Linked DNA regions of Mus musculus: region 1 is linked to region 2. A link is a contact called in public HiChIP or PLAC-seq data. All regions are on one chromosome and are shown on one strand. The core of a region is the stretch at or near the end of the contact, and the rest is flanking DNA. Distances in the headings are between cores, read along the strand shown.

Region 1 (6,472 bases), core at 20-2,519, 270 kb before region 2:
AAAACCCAAACGCAGTGGAGCTCTCTAGAGACTCAAAAAGCGTTCAGACTGAGCCTGCAAAGTCACCTCGCCCCTCCTCTAATCAGCCTCCTCTTGCAGAAGATTGTCTAGCGAGGGAAATGATACCCAGTCCCTAGTCCCCAACAGGGACCTCTTAGCTGCCCTCTGGTGTCTGGGACTTGTCCCCTAGACAGCGGGGTCCTAAGGAGAAGCTGAAGACCCAGGTCAGCAGCCTTGGCCACTCGGCCCACGTCTTGACTCTGAAATAAAAAGTGGGGAGGGATCGCAACCCCTGGGCAAAAGCCTGGGTGTACAGGACCCGGAGGGGGCGGTGGACAGCGGGTCTTCAAGCTGCCGGGGCGCGTCTTCGTCCTCCGCCCCGGGCCAAGCTGCTGTCACTGCACCAGGATGGAGAGACCTCGGGGCGGGAGGAGATGACGCAAAATCCAGCGCTCCCCCCAAAAAAGTGTGCCTCCAGGACGAAGATGGCGGCAACTTAGCCCGGGGACTGAAGATGACTGTGGCCTCGGGAGGCCCAGAGCAGGCGACTCGGCCCCCGGCGGCGCCCGCGGGCAGACCTGCAGCGGCCGCGGCGACAGTCGGAGCGCGGGGTGGGGGGTGGGGGGGAGGGACAGCCCCGCCGGCGGCCGCCCAAGCTCGGGGCGCGGGGAGAGCCAGCGCGAAGTAGGCGCGGGAGGCGGAGGAGAAGCCAGCGACGGAGAGGAAGGAGGAGGAAGAGGAGGAGAAGAGGAGGAGGAGAGGAGGAGGGGAGGCGCTCCGGTCGCCGTCAGTGGGCAGCAGAGACGCGGCATGCCCCTGGCAGGGGAGAGCGGGCTGTCCTCAGCTGGGCCATGGGGACCCGCGCGCTGACAATGCCGGGGTGATAGGAGCAGCGCCAGCCACCCAGCCACCTCCACCACCATCACCTCCCGCACTCAGCCTCCCCACCGGCCAGCACAGCACCAGCCTCCGCGTCTCTCTCTCTCTCTCTCTCTCTCTCTCTCTCTCTCTCTCTCTCTCTCTCTCTCTCTTATTGTCTCCCACTCTTCAAGGGATGGGGTCGGCTGATGCTTAGGTCGGAAGCAAGATCTTCCTCCAAAGTATGGTAATATTTATGTAGGGAGAGAGAGAGAGAGAGAGAGAGAGAGAGAGAGAGAGAAGAAACGGGAGGAGGGGATACGGAAATTAAACCCTTTAAGTCAATGCATATTGTGGTGACACCGGCACAGGAGCCCTCACGGTGGAGTCGGCCAGGGCTGTGCGTTCCCAAAATATGACCAGGGGTGCTTGGATGTGTCGGCAGTATGACGACGGCTTAAAAATCTGGTTGGCAGCACCCCGGGAGAACGAGAAACCGTTCATCGATTCAGAGCGGGCTCAGAAATGGCGACTGTCTCTGGCTTCTCTCTTGTTTTTCACAGTCCTGCTCTCTGATCACTTGTGGTTCTGCGCCGAGGCCAAGCTGACCCGGACCCGGGACAAAGAGCATCACCAACAGCAGCAGCAACAGCAGCAACAGCAGCAGCAACAGCAGCAACAGCAGCAGCAGCAGCAGCAGCGACAGCAGCAGCGGCAGCGACAGCAGCAGAGGCAGCGACAGCAGGAGCCCTCCTGGCCCGCGCTCCTGGCCAGCATGGGGGAGTCCTCGCCCGCCGCCCAGGCACACAGACTCCTCTCCGCCTCCTCGTCCCCCACCCTGCCCCCCTCCCCGGGAGGCGGCGGCGGCAGCAAGGGCAACCGAGGCAAGAACAACCGGAGCAGGGCTCTTTTTCTAGGAAACTCTGCCAAGCCGGTGTGGCGCCTAGAGACTTGTTACCCCCAGGGCGCCTCCTCCGGCCAGTGCTTCACCGTGGAGAGCGCGGACGCTGTGTGCGCCAGGAACTGGAGTCGGGGGGCGGCCGCGGGGGAGGAGCAGTCGTCCAGGGGCTCTCGGCCAACTCCGCTGTGGAACTTGTCGGATTTTTACCTTTCATTTTGTAATTCCTACACACTTTGGGAGTTGTTTTCGGGGCTGTCCAGCCCCAGTACTTTGAACTGCAGTCTGGACGTGGTGCTCACGGAGGGCGGTGAGATGACCACGTGTAGACAGTGCATCGAGGCTTACCAGGACTACGACCACCACGCTCAGGAGAAGTACGAAGAGTTTGAAAGCGTGCTGCATAAGTACTTACAGTCGGATGAGTACTCGGTGAAGTCCTGTCCTGAGGACTGCAAGGTAGGCACAGCGGGTTCCTTTCCCCTTCGCTGCGGCTTTTTTTATGTTTGATTCGTTTATCTGGCTCCGGTTTTGTAAGTTTAATCATTGTTTATCTGGCTATGAGAACTTGACTTTCTGATGGAGTTGGGGACAGCTGGTAGGTTGCTGGTGGCCTGATGCCCTTCTTTTCAGAGCTCTTGGTACATCAGGGAAGTCTATCTTCTAAGATAACAAAGTCAGGGCTTGAGCTGTTTCTTCGAGCTTCGCAGTTGGCGCATACTATTCCTTTCAGGGAAATAGAGAAGGGACCAACACACGCAGGTAGCCAGAGGGAATCATTTCTCCACTTCTAACATAATCAGGTTGGTTGGTCAGAGGAACAGAAGAAAGTGTAGCTGTTAATGTAGGGAGGAAAACAGTCAAACGTACACATTTTGTGGGTTTTATGGGCTAGCTTTCATTCTTTAGTAAGTCTGAAGGCCTGTTCTCTTTAAGCTTCCTGTTTTCTCTTAGACAGCTGTGTAGTATAGGCCTGGGTGTCATAGGAGTAGAAGGTCGTAGTTAGCTATCTATTAATTGATTCTCAATGTTAAACTGGTGATCATACACCTTACGTAATTGCTTTTTTTTGCATACTCTGAAGAAATAGCAAGTGACACATCTTTGATGCTATGAGCTAAAATTCGGAGAAATAGCTAATACATTGTATTGTAGTCAGCAAGGGCTGTGGTGACCTTGCTGATTATGATTAGCAAAGGGGAAGTCTAGACAAGTTTCTTGGAAATGGTATATGCAGCCCTGGGCTGCTGGGGGTGTCGCTGTCCGTGGTGCTGAAATGGGGCTAGTCCAAGAGAGGCCTAAAGATGAAGAAGCTGCAGTGACCTTTAGCTGGGAAGACATGAGGACAGGATCTCTGTAGGTGTGGGTGTTAGCTTTTCAAAGCAATTAAAAAGCATGCACACACACGCGCGCACACACAGACACACAGACACAAGAAAATTGTACAGTTGTTTCAAAAGAAATTAGACACATAACTTTTCTTCCCTTTCTGACTTCCCCAACCTCCAGAGCCAGAGGGCCTCCTCCTCTTGCTTTCTATGGAGGAGGGGTCAAGGGTCATACAGATCAAAGGAGTGTGATGCTTAACTCAGGGCTCTTATTTGAAGCCAGAAGAGCTGACCTATAAGCCACGCCTTACAGTTTATCCAAACTTAATCTGGCCTTGCTTGTGGGTTTTCTATCTTTCTTTCCTTTTTTATGATCAGAAACCTAGACTGCCATCAAAAATAGTCAGTTGATCACATTGATGAAAATTTTATTTTACTGGATAAATCAACATTTAAGTTATCTATGTATGTTTTAAATATGCCCGTAATTCATTCCTAGGAAGAAAAATGATAGAAACTAACAGTGAATGACTAATGTATACATTGCATTGTTATTTATCCTGATGGGATCGTTGCACGAAACATTAAGATAAGGAAATAATAGATAATTCTACTTCTAGTAAACATATACCATAGATTTTGATAATTTACAGTTAAGGGTCATGATGAAATTTGACTTTACATGCTCCCTTGACTGTAAGCCCTCACTGACATGCCTTGTGATTTTAATTTGGTCAACTCAGTATTTGAAAGAGAGTCTGCACTCTCAGTGGAGTGGAATCCCTACCTCAGTGGAATGGAATTCCCTACCTCAGAGGAACTGTCCAAATACATCAAGTGTTTCTCTTTCTCTTCATCTGAATTCATTCTCAACATAGAATTTTTTTATCGTCATAATGGAAATGTCGAGTGTAAATCTTTTATGATACTACGAATTACTCTAAGATGATACTTATATTTTTGGATAAAGTAGAATTTGCTAACACTATAAAATCATAACTTTTTAAAACCATTCCTCTTCTCAATAAAAAAGTAAGCAGAAATACTTGTATTTCTTAGTGCAACAGAATTTATTCCTGGTGATGCCCTGGTAACATGCATTCATTTCTTGGTAGTAGAGACATGGCAAATTACTTCTGCCAGTAGGATATAATAATTTCACAGTAGATGGTTTTAAAAAAATATATGAATTTAAATTGAAAGTGTTAGCATACTTGGTTTAAGTTAAGTGAACTAAATGATTATGTATAGAAAACAATACATGTGTATTTCCTTAGTTTAATGAATAATTTCTCTGATTCTGAAAAAGCCATGTGTGCACCTTAATGCAAAGTATGAAAGTTGGTTTAAAGTGATTGCTGATTCTGAAGATTATAACTGAATCTCTAAAAAAACATTTTTAATTTCAATGCAATTGCTATTACCCAATGACTACAGTCAGGATCTTTCTTCAAAGTCATGCACCCCCCCCCCCACCTTTGGCAGTTACAAAGGCAGAGATAGGCTAAAAGGATAGGCTATTTAAAAAGGTTGGCTAAAAGTAAACACATTGTGTCTCCATGGTTGTTAACATACTCATAAAATGCAGATTTAATGGTTTATAAATATATTTATTATAGATAAGATCCTGTTAGCAGTATATATTAGTGGCATTTATATTTTAGGAGAAACATGTTAACATTTTAACTGATTTGCTGCAATGACATCTAACTTTTTAGAGTTAAGATATATTATTGAATTTAGTTTCATATTCTCCTCCCATTTGAAATATACTCTATAAAAAATAAGAGTGGATTAAGCTAAAATTCCATGTAAATTTTTATGTTGTTTGTTTGTTCCTGGTTTTGTTTGTTTAAGTTTGACTGTCATGAGTTCTTAATAAGTAGAAATCAAAGAGAGCCATTTTATTTTAGAGAACTCTTGTAACATATTAGAAAAAAAAATCTCTACTTTGGTGTACTTTTTTATCATTGTGATAAATGGCTTGTTATCTTTTATTTAAAAAGAAAATATTTGCATTTAGGTAGAAATGTACAAAACATATAAATATGCAACTCATGATTTACCATTCAAGGTTCTGCATTATGTAAATCAAGTAGAAGAAGCTTTGGGTAATTTCCGCCATAGTTCACAGCATTATTCAAAGACAGTGTCTTTAGCATATAAGAAGAATCTTATAAACGTGTCAAAACCTTCAAGTCAGATAATATAAAAAAATGACACTTTCCAAGGCCAACTTACAAATAAATATAATTTTAATGCTTGACTCTTACACATTTTTCTCTTCTCATCACACTTTTAAATTAAACCATGAACATTCTAGAAAATGCATCCTATGGACATGAGGTTTGGGGCTACATATATTTTGTGTTACGTGTAAGCGTTTGTTGCCACTGACAGCATCATTTGCCTAATATGCTTCCAGATACTCGATGAAAGAGCACATATTTTAGATTGAATTCTAACATAGGACATGACAAAAGCTAAAGATAAGTTATGTCTGTATAAATTGTTGTCTCCAGGGCCCCAAGAATGTGTGGGCTCTCATTGTTTAATTTTCAAGACATCACTACAGTATGCATGTTAATTGCTTGCATTTAGCAGCCACAGACTACACAGTGCCTCATAAATGTCAGGGGCTTGAAGTTTCCCTAATACTTTAGATTTTCTTTTAATTCCAAGTTGGTCACAGGGCCACTCATTTTGAAGTCATAGAGATGTGGACATTGATACAAGTGAACAGAAAAAATAATTCCTGTGATGGCTAAAGTTCATTGTCAACATGACATACCTGGGAAGAGAGACTTCCAACTGAAGAATTTCCTCTCTCATATTGGCGTTTGGGCATGTCCGCCAGGCATTTTCTTGATTGGCAATTGACATAGGATGGCCCTGTCCACAGTTGGAGTTGCCATCCCTAGGTGGGCCTAGGGTATATAAGAAGGAGCCAGTTTGTGAGTCTGGATGCCAGTTAGTCATCAGTGTTCTTCCATGGCCTCTGTTCCTGGTTCCTTCCTTGAGTCCCTGTTCTGACTTCCTTTTTGGTGGTCTGAGACATGGTAATGTAAGCCAAAAAACCCATTTCTTCCCACAAGTTGGATCTGGTCAGTGTTTTATCACAGCAACAGAAATGCAAACTAGGATAACAATAGCACTTATTCTTGCTTGTTTTGATGTTGTATTCTTTAAGGTCATAGAGAATGTTTTTAAAAACTATGTATTCATTTTAGTTTATATATATATGTGTGTGTGTGTGTGTGTGTGTGTGTGTGTGCGCGCGCGCCCTATGTGCACATAAGCACATAAATGTGCTTCTACACAGGTCAAAAGATACCGTATGGATGCTGGAAATTGAATCAAGGTCCTTTGAAAGAGCAGAAAGTGTTTT
Region 2 (6,274 bases), core at 2,966-5,465:
GCCAGCATCAATCTTCTGCCTTCCGTGGCTCATCATTTGAGCATAATTATGAAAGCAAAATAGTTGTTATGACGAAATACATTTCTCTCACCCCAGTAATTCAAGATACTGTCGCGGTTTTCAGAAGCACGATATCAGTGACTGGAGGAACAAAGACTACATATAGATGCTATATGCCCACAGTGCTCATTCTCGTTACTTTCACTGATGATTGTGAAGGTATTTTCATACCAACCAAAGGTTTTCTATTACGCAGGCAAGTTTTGGATTGCTGTAAGGTGTAAGTACACAAACCCGTTTAAGAGCGTTAAGTTTATGTCTTCATTTCTAACGTGAAAATTCTCCCCCAAATTCTTACAAAACAGTCCAAAAGACAGTAGTTCAATCTTTTGGAAATGCATACACAAATGCCCCCAAAGTAGAAGCGACTTAAATGTTCTGTGATTGTGTAAATATTTAAGTATTATGTGGTTCGTTCCTAATATGGACAACTTTTCTTAAGTAATAAGAAGCGATGACTGATCTAACAATGATTTAGGTGACCGTCAAGGAAATTACAGAAGGGAAAAACATTCTGAAGGAAGACGAGTACAAATTTCCACTTACGTCACACTCCAGACCCAACTCAGCCAGAGAGGTGGGGATCGTACCAGTGTCTGATTGACAGGTGTTTGGTTAGAGGTTGGAATAGCCCTGGCTCTAGCAATAATTGACGGAGCTGTTTCTCTAGGAATTGTTATTTTGTTTCTGGTCCCACAAATCTACATGTGCACTAAGATCTTGTAGACGGTCTCACAGGACTGCAGCTACATACAGAGAAGAGTGTGTAATCATAACCTTGACACACATGTGATATTTCTCTTCCTTATATGACGTGTCATGCACCCAGTTTAGCTGCATCATTCTCTACAAACTTCTGTATATCTGTAACTGTTTCAAAATAAAGACTTAGCAAAGAACTAGGAGTGATGGCTTTTAATCCTAGCATCAAAGAGGCAGAGGAAGACAGGTCTCTAGGCCGGAGGCTAGCCTGGTCTGCAAAGCGAGTTGTACACCAGTCCATAGTAAGACCCTGTTTCAAACCACAGTGACAACAAAAGTTACCAAAGATAAATTTGGTAAAGAGCTAGAAAGATTTGTTTAGTAGATAATTAAGTCTACCTTGTGCATTAATTTCACATCTACTTAATTAGCTTAGTATATATTAAATCTATATAATATGTATAAATATTAAAAGGGAACTTTTATATTAATATTGATTATGATGCTGTATGTCCTTTCATTTAAATTTTGTCATAAATGAGAATATATCTAATATATTTCGATAAGAATGGCAGAACATATATATGCATGGAGAATCTATTACTATATACACTATATGTACATATACTGTGTAGTAGCTCATTTTTGTATTTTTAATAATGATAGAGTATTTACAAATAATTTAACAATGTAGACTATATATTAAACTACTGAAATATTTTTTATTTCCTATGCTCCATATTTCTTTAATATTTTCATTCATATGTCTTGCCAACAAAATAAAATACTTATATATTTAATTTTATGTATATTTGTGCGTGCCTACATGTATGTCTGTGCACCATATGCATGAGCCCATGGAGATCAGAGTCATTGGATCAACTGGAACTGGAGCTCTGAACAAAGATCTTATAGTCAGAAAAAGGGAAAAATTTAAGAAGATATAAAATGAAACTTGTTGCCAACTTATAACCCAAGTCTCTTTAATATTTATGTAAATATGAGGACTTCACAAGTGCAGCAGGGCCACAGGACAGCTATCCTTAGCTCTGCCTGCCCTACCTCTGAGATCTTCATCCATGAGAGCTAGGAATACCTCCCAAGGCCTCACCCCTCGGTTTACATAGCTTCTACATTTTTATAATGGTGACATAGACACTGGGAACAGTGAGGGTGGGGAGAAAACTCAATGCTAATGGGCTTTCTTACTATATAAGACAGACGCCAGGACCAGAGTGTGGTTCCCAGAACCCATCTTGAGAGGTTCATAATTGTCGGTCACTCCCAGCTCCAGGGGATCCAGTGCCCTCCTCTGTCCTCCACATATACATGCAAATGCAAACATATGCACATACCTTGACACAGACTAATGCACGTTACATATAAATACACATATGCAGATTGTGTGTGTGTGTGTGTGTGTGTGTGTGTGTGAGTGTATGCACGTGTGTGCGCGTGCTTCAGAAACTTAATTCAGTTGCCAGCATGGGTACTGAGCTTTGGTGAGGTTAATGAGTGCCTTCTTGGGGTGGGTGCTGTATGGTCTCGCCTGCTCCGTCTCATCACCACAGCTCTCTGTCATGCGATGCATTCACTCTCTTCCTGGAGCCTCTTTCCAGAGCCCCAATGCTTCCTCTGCCCTCTGCAAACGCTGTATAGCTGTGACTTTGCTGAAATGTCTCCCATGATGGTTATCAAAGCACAGAGATCCTTCTGAGGGATAGACTGCTCCATCCAGTGTCTGTTATTGTGGCTATTGACATTCATATTTGCTACTGTGAAGCCTTCAGCACGCAGTGGGATGCTGGGAGTGTACACATTCCTAACCGAATGCTCTCCTCAAGTTTTCCTCTAAGCCTGCTTTGCCTATAAAATTATAAGTTTGTTTTTGAAATGCTTGTTTGGAAATCCTCCCTGCCACTGTGGCTGAGTGCGATTATAACAACTTTTGACACTGGGTGAGAAAGAACACATTATAGGCTTTATGTTGTCGGGGAATGCGCCTTCTTCTGTCAGTAGTTCTCCTAAAGCAAACCCTTCTCATTGAGCACTCTTGCTATTCCAGGGCAAAAAGCAAGCCATACCGTGAGTGTTTTACATTCGTCATCTGGAAAGACAGAATTATTCCTACATACATACATACATACATAAATACATACATACATGCCTATATCTATATCTATCTATTTATCTATATATAGTGATTGACATATAAGATAGATGATACATGATAGGAAGATGATAGATAAATAACAGATAGATAGATAGATAGATAGATAGATAGATAGATAGATAGATAGATAGATATAGATAGATGAGTAACTAGACAGATGGTGAATGGATGGATGGATAGATAGATCAAATATGAGCCAAACAGTGAGTGGAGAGATGTTGGAGAAGTTTTCCTTATAAGAATATAAAATATTTGTAAAATTTTTTAATTGTAAAATGGTTTTCTGCTTGACATATTCATTAATCTGTGCCCTGGAATGACTGAGAAAAATTTGGTTTTATTTCAAGTAGAAGTTTCCAAGGTCCAAATGTTTTCCTGGAAGAGGCTGATAAAAGTTTCCAGTAAAATCATTGTAAAAGCTTCTGTGGAAATGTTTTTAAGGTCTACGCAAAATACTATAGCCTTGAGTTTCATGAACTGTCAGCATAGGAAGGAAACACCAACTTCCCTCCTAATGAGTGATGGAGTCTCAGACTCTCAGAGACCCTCCCTGCAGGAGGGATAGATATAAGTTCTTTGCCCAGGTCAAGTTTCCTGGCAGAGACTTCATGGGTGATATTTACCTAGTTCCTTAGATTAAACATATCCAACTATTTTAGCTGAGTCAACTGTCTCCTCGCACATACATGAACATATTCCCCTGTATGTAGCAGCATGCATTTCTAAGACCTAGACCAAGCAAAACTGAATTTAGAGTCATTGGATTTTAGAGCTAAAAAGGCCTTACAACTGGTTAGTGATATATTTAAGCTTGAGGGAGAAACCTGTAGATACAGGGATATAGGATGTCTCATTTCACGGTACTCTTTGTTTTGGACACCTCTATTCTTTCTACAGATTCATCTTTATAAGCTATCTGTAACCTTTGATCTCAACTATGCTGACATGTGCTCTTAACCCCCAATAGTTTGGAAGTTATTGCTCTAATGATCAACTATGGGGCAGATAGTGAATGGACATCTCTTGGGGAGAAATTTTTTTTTATAAGACTATAAAGTATTTGTAAACAATTTTGAGTTCTTTCATGTCCTAAAATGGTTTTCTGCCTGACATATTCATGCTCGATTAATCTGTGCTTTTTATTTAGCCCCGGATGGATAAACTAAATAGAATTAGAATTATACAAGTAAACGTTATTTCAAACCCTCCTGTAGCAGGAAATAGCTTTGTAACAAAATTACATGCCAGCTGGCCCTGCTGCCAGCGTCCAGAATGACAGTGTTTGCTTTCGATTCCCTTGGAACTTCACAGGGCTGTTTACGCAGGATCATCAAAGAGGTTCAGCAAAGAGGACCAGAGGTCAAGGGCACTGGGCTTCCTAGGGATACTTCATATGCTCTCACATGACCTTAACTTCAGCATTGTCTTCATTTGACATTCAGATGAGTGCACAGAACACCAGCACCACCATGACACCAATATTCATGCCCACTGGGACCACTTGGGAGGCCATCAGAATACAAGGGGGTGAATCAGGAATGTCCAGTTGAGCTTCATTTCTTGTCAAGCTTCTCCTCTTAAGGTGTGCCTGCACTTCTGTGTTTGTCCAACTGGATCAGCGTCCTCTGGCTCCCCTAAGTTTACAGATCTTTAAATGGTGATTTTTCTCTTTAATCCCCTGGAGGCTTCTGAATTCAACCAGCAGTTGAAGTTTCCAGGAAACTGTCACTTTCCCATCAGGCTGGGTCACTTTGGGACAAGAGCTCAGCTTCCTTTGTAACTTAAACTCTGACCCTTTAAAATCTGATCCTCATGGCTGATCCTTAAACTCATTTAGCGTGTTATCCCTAAATATCCCAGAACCTTCCAAATAGAGAACAAGCGTTCGAAACCTGAGCAGTAGTGGTGGCATGATGACATTTCAGATTCACACCACTGCAGTATACAGTAGTTGTTAGGACACTCAGCAAATTCTGATGCAGTACTTCAGCTAGAGGAGAGAGCTGGACTCACAGACTCAGTTGCACCTTACTCTTAAGGCAGAAAAACGTAAAAGAATATTAAGGACCAAATGATCAGGATGTAAAAATACTGATGAGGGAATTCAAAACCCAGAGTATATGTGATGACCTAAATAGTAACCAATATAAAATATTTAAAAATGGGTGAATTGTTGCTTGAATAATATCTATTAGTAGTAGCTAGTAGTACTAAAAATATCAGGTTAAAGAGCATGTGCAGAAATCAAGGAATTATGTTCTTTCAACTGTTCTGTGCTCTACAGGGTAATTATCTTATGTACATAGTCATACACACCTACACAGATACATGCATGCACATCATACATGTACACACAGATACATGCACACACAGGTGATGCAATAAGGAAAAATTGAAAACAAAACCCACAGCTCTCACTGAAAGGAAATAAAAGGTTATTTTGGATGCATTTTTTGAGTGACCATGGTCTGGGAGCACAGGCAGCGGTTGCTGTAAATTCCATGTTCCAATGTGGAAGCAGTTTCCTGAGTTTTTTGTAGTTTTACAGAACAAAGAGCGTCATAAAATATCCTCAACACATATAAACATGTACATATACATACACACATATACACTCCAACACACATATACACAACCATATATACATGAACATATACACACATATGCATGCATGTATCTATGCACATTTTGCATACATACATACATGCACATATATACAATACACATATTCATATGTACATGCACAAAATTGTGTACATGCATACATGTACACAGCTGTACACATACATATATTCATACATATACACATATATGGACATATACACACAAGCATATACATATACACATACACTTATCATTATCATTTAATCAGCGTACTCTTGATCTCATCTTTGGCTGATCCCTCTGTTATCCTAGAAGTATGCAGACTAATTACATCTGCTTGAAAATCCTCATGTTTCCCTTCATTCTGTAATTACCCTTACTCCCAAGTAATTTCTCTATGATTTTGAAGACAGCAGATTTCTAACATCTGCCATCCTGAGACCCAAGCCAGCCAGTGGTTTAGATCCAGTGTGAGTCCATTGGCCCAGAAGCACTTGTGTAAACCCTTTCTGACCCTGAAAGGCCTAGAGTGCCAATGCCCCATCTCAAGAGAAGAGCATAAGGCCTTTCCTCTGCCTGCTTTGCAGCCCATCACTGGATCCAGTAATGCAACAGACACTGAGGGCAAGCATCCTTGGCAAGTCCTAATCTTTCCCAGCATCACTGTCTGGAGTCCCCTGAAAATGATGCTCAATCTGAATATCAACACAGTAATAACTGGAGAGAGGGAGAGAG

Evidence for each region. HiChIP or PLAC-seq counts read pairs in DNA pulled down with a chosen protein or histone mark.
Region 1: a contact with region 2 is called in an H3K27ac HiChIP or PLAC-seq map of VIP interneurons, with 4 times the contacts expected there. The contact joins the promoter of Fam155a here to the enhancer-like site in region 2. A contact is called at or near these places in 3 of 39 promoter capture datasets (embryonic stem cells, hippocampal neurons and stem cell-derived epiblast-like cells), 1 of 484 Hi-C or Micro-C datasets (the AtT-20 cell line), 6 of 115 datasets of contacts at active chromatin or transcription factors (VIP interneurons, embryonic forebrain, embryonic hindbrain and 3 more) and 1 of 9 other capture datasets (pancreatic islet).

The regions. Positions count from the first base shown.
Region 1 is chr8:9,765,820-9,772,291 of GRCm38.p6, reverse strand. It overlaps Fam155a (family with sequence similarity 155, member A), which reads left to right and starts at 1,269. Exons shown (of 3, transcript NM_173446.2): 1 at 1,269-2,215. The coding sequence starts at 1,274.
Region 2 is chr8:9,498,917-9,505,190 of GRCm38.p6, reverse strand. The region is part of intron 1 of Fam155a (family with sequence similarity 155, member A); the gene reads left to right. Among named protein-coding and RNA genes, the nearest start is that of Fam155a, 270 kb to the left of the region's middle. Within about 2 kb of position 4,215, at least 5 of the 459 cell types and tissues checked have an H3K27ac peak or open chromatin away from gene starts, as enhancers often do. A contact at or near this core is called in the AtT-20 cell line, VIP interneurons and pancreatic islet, where this site is marked.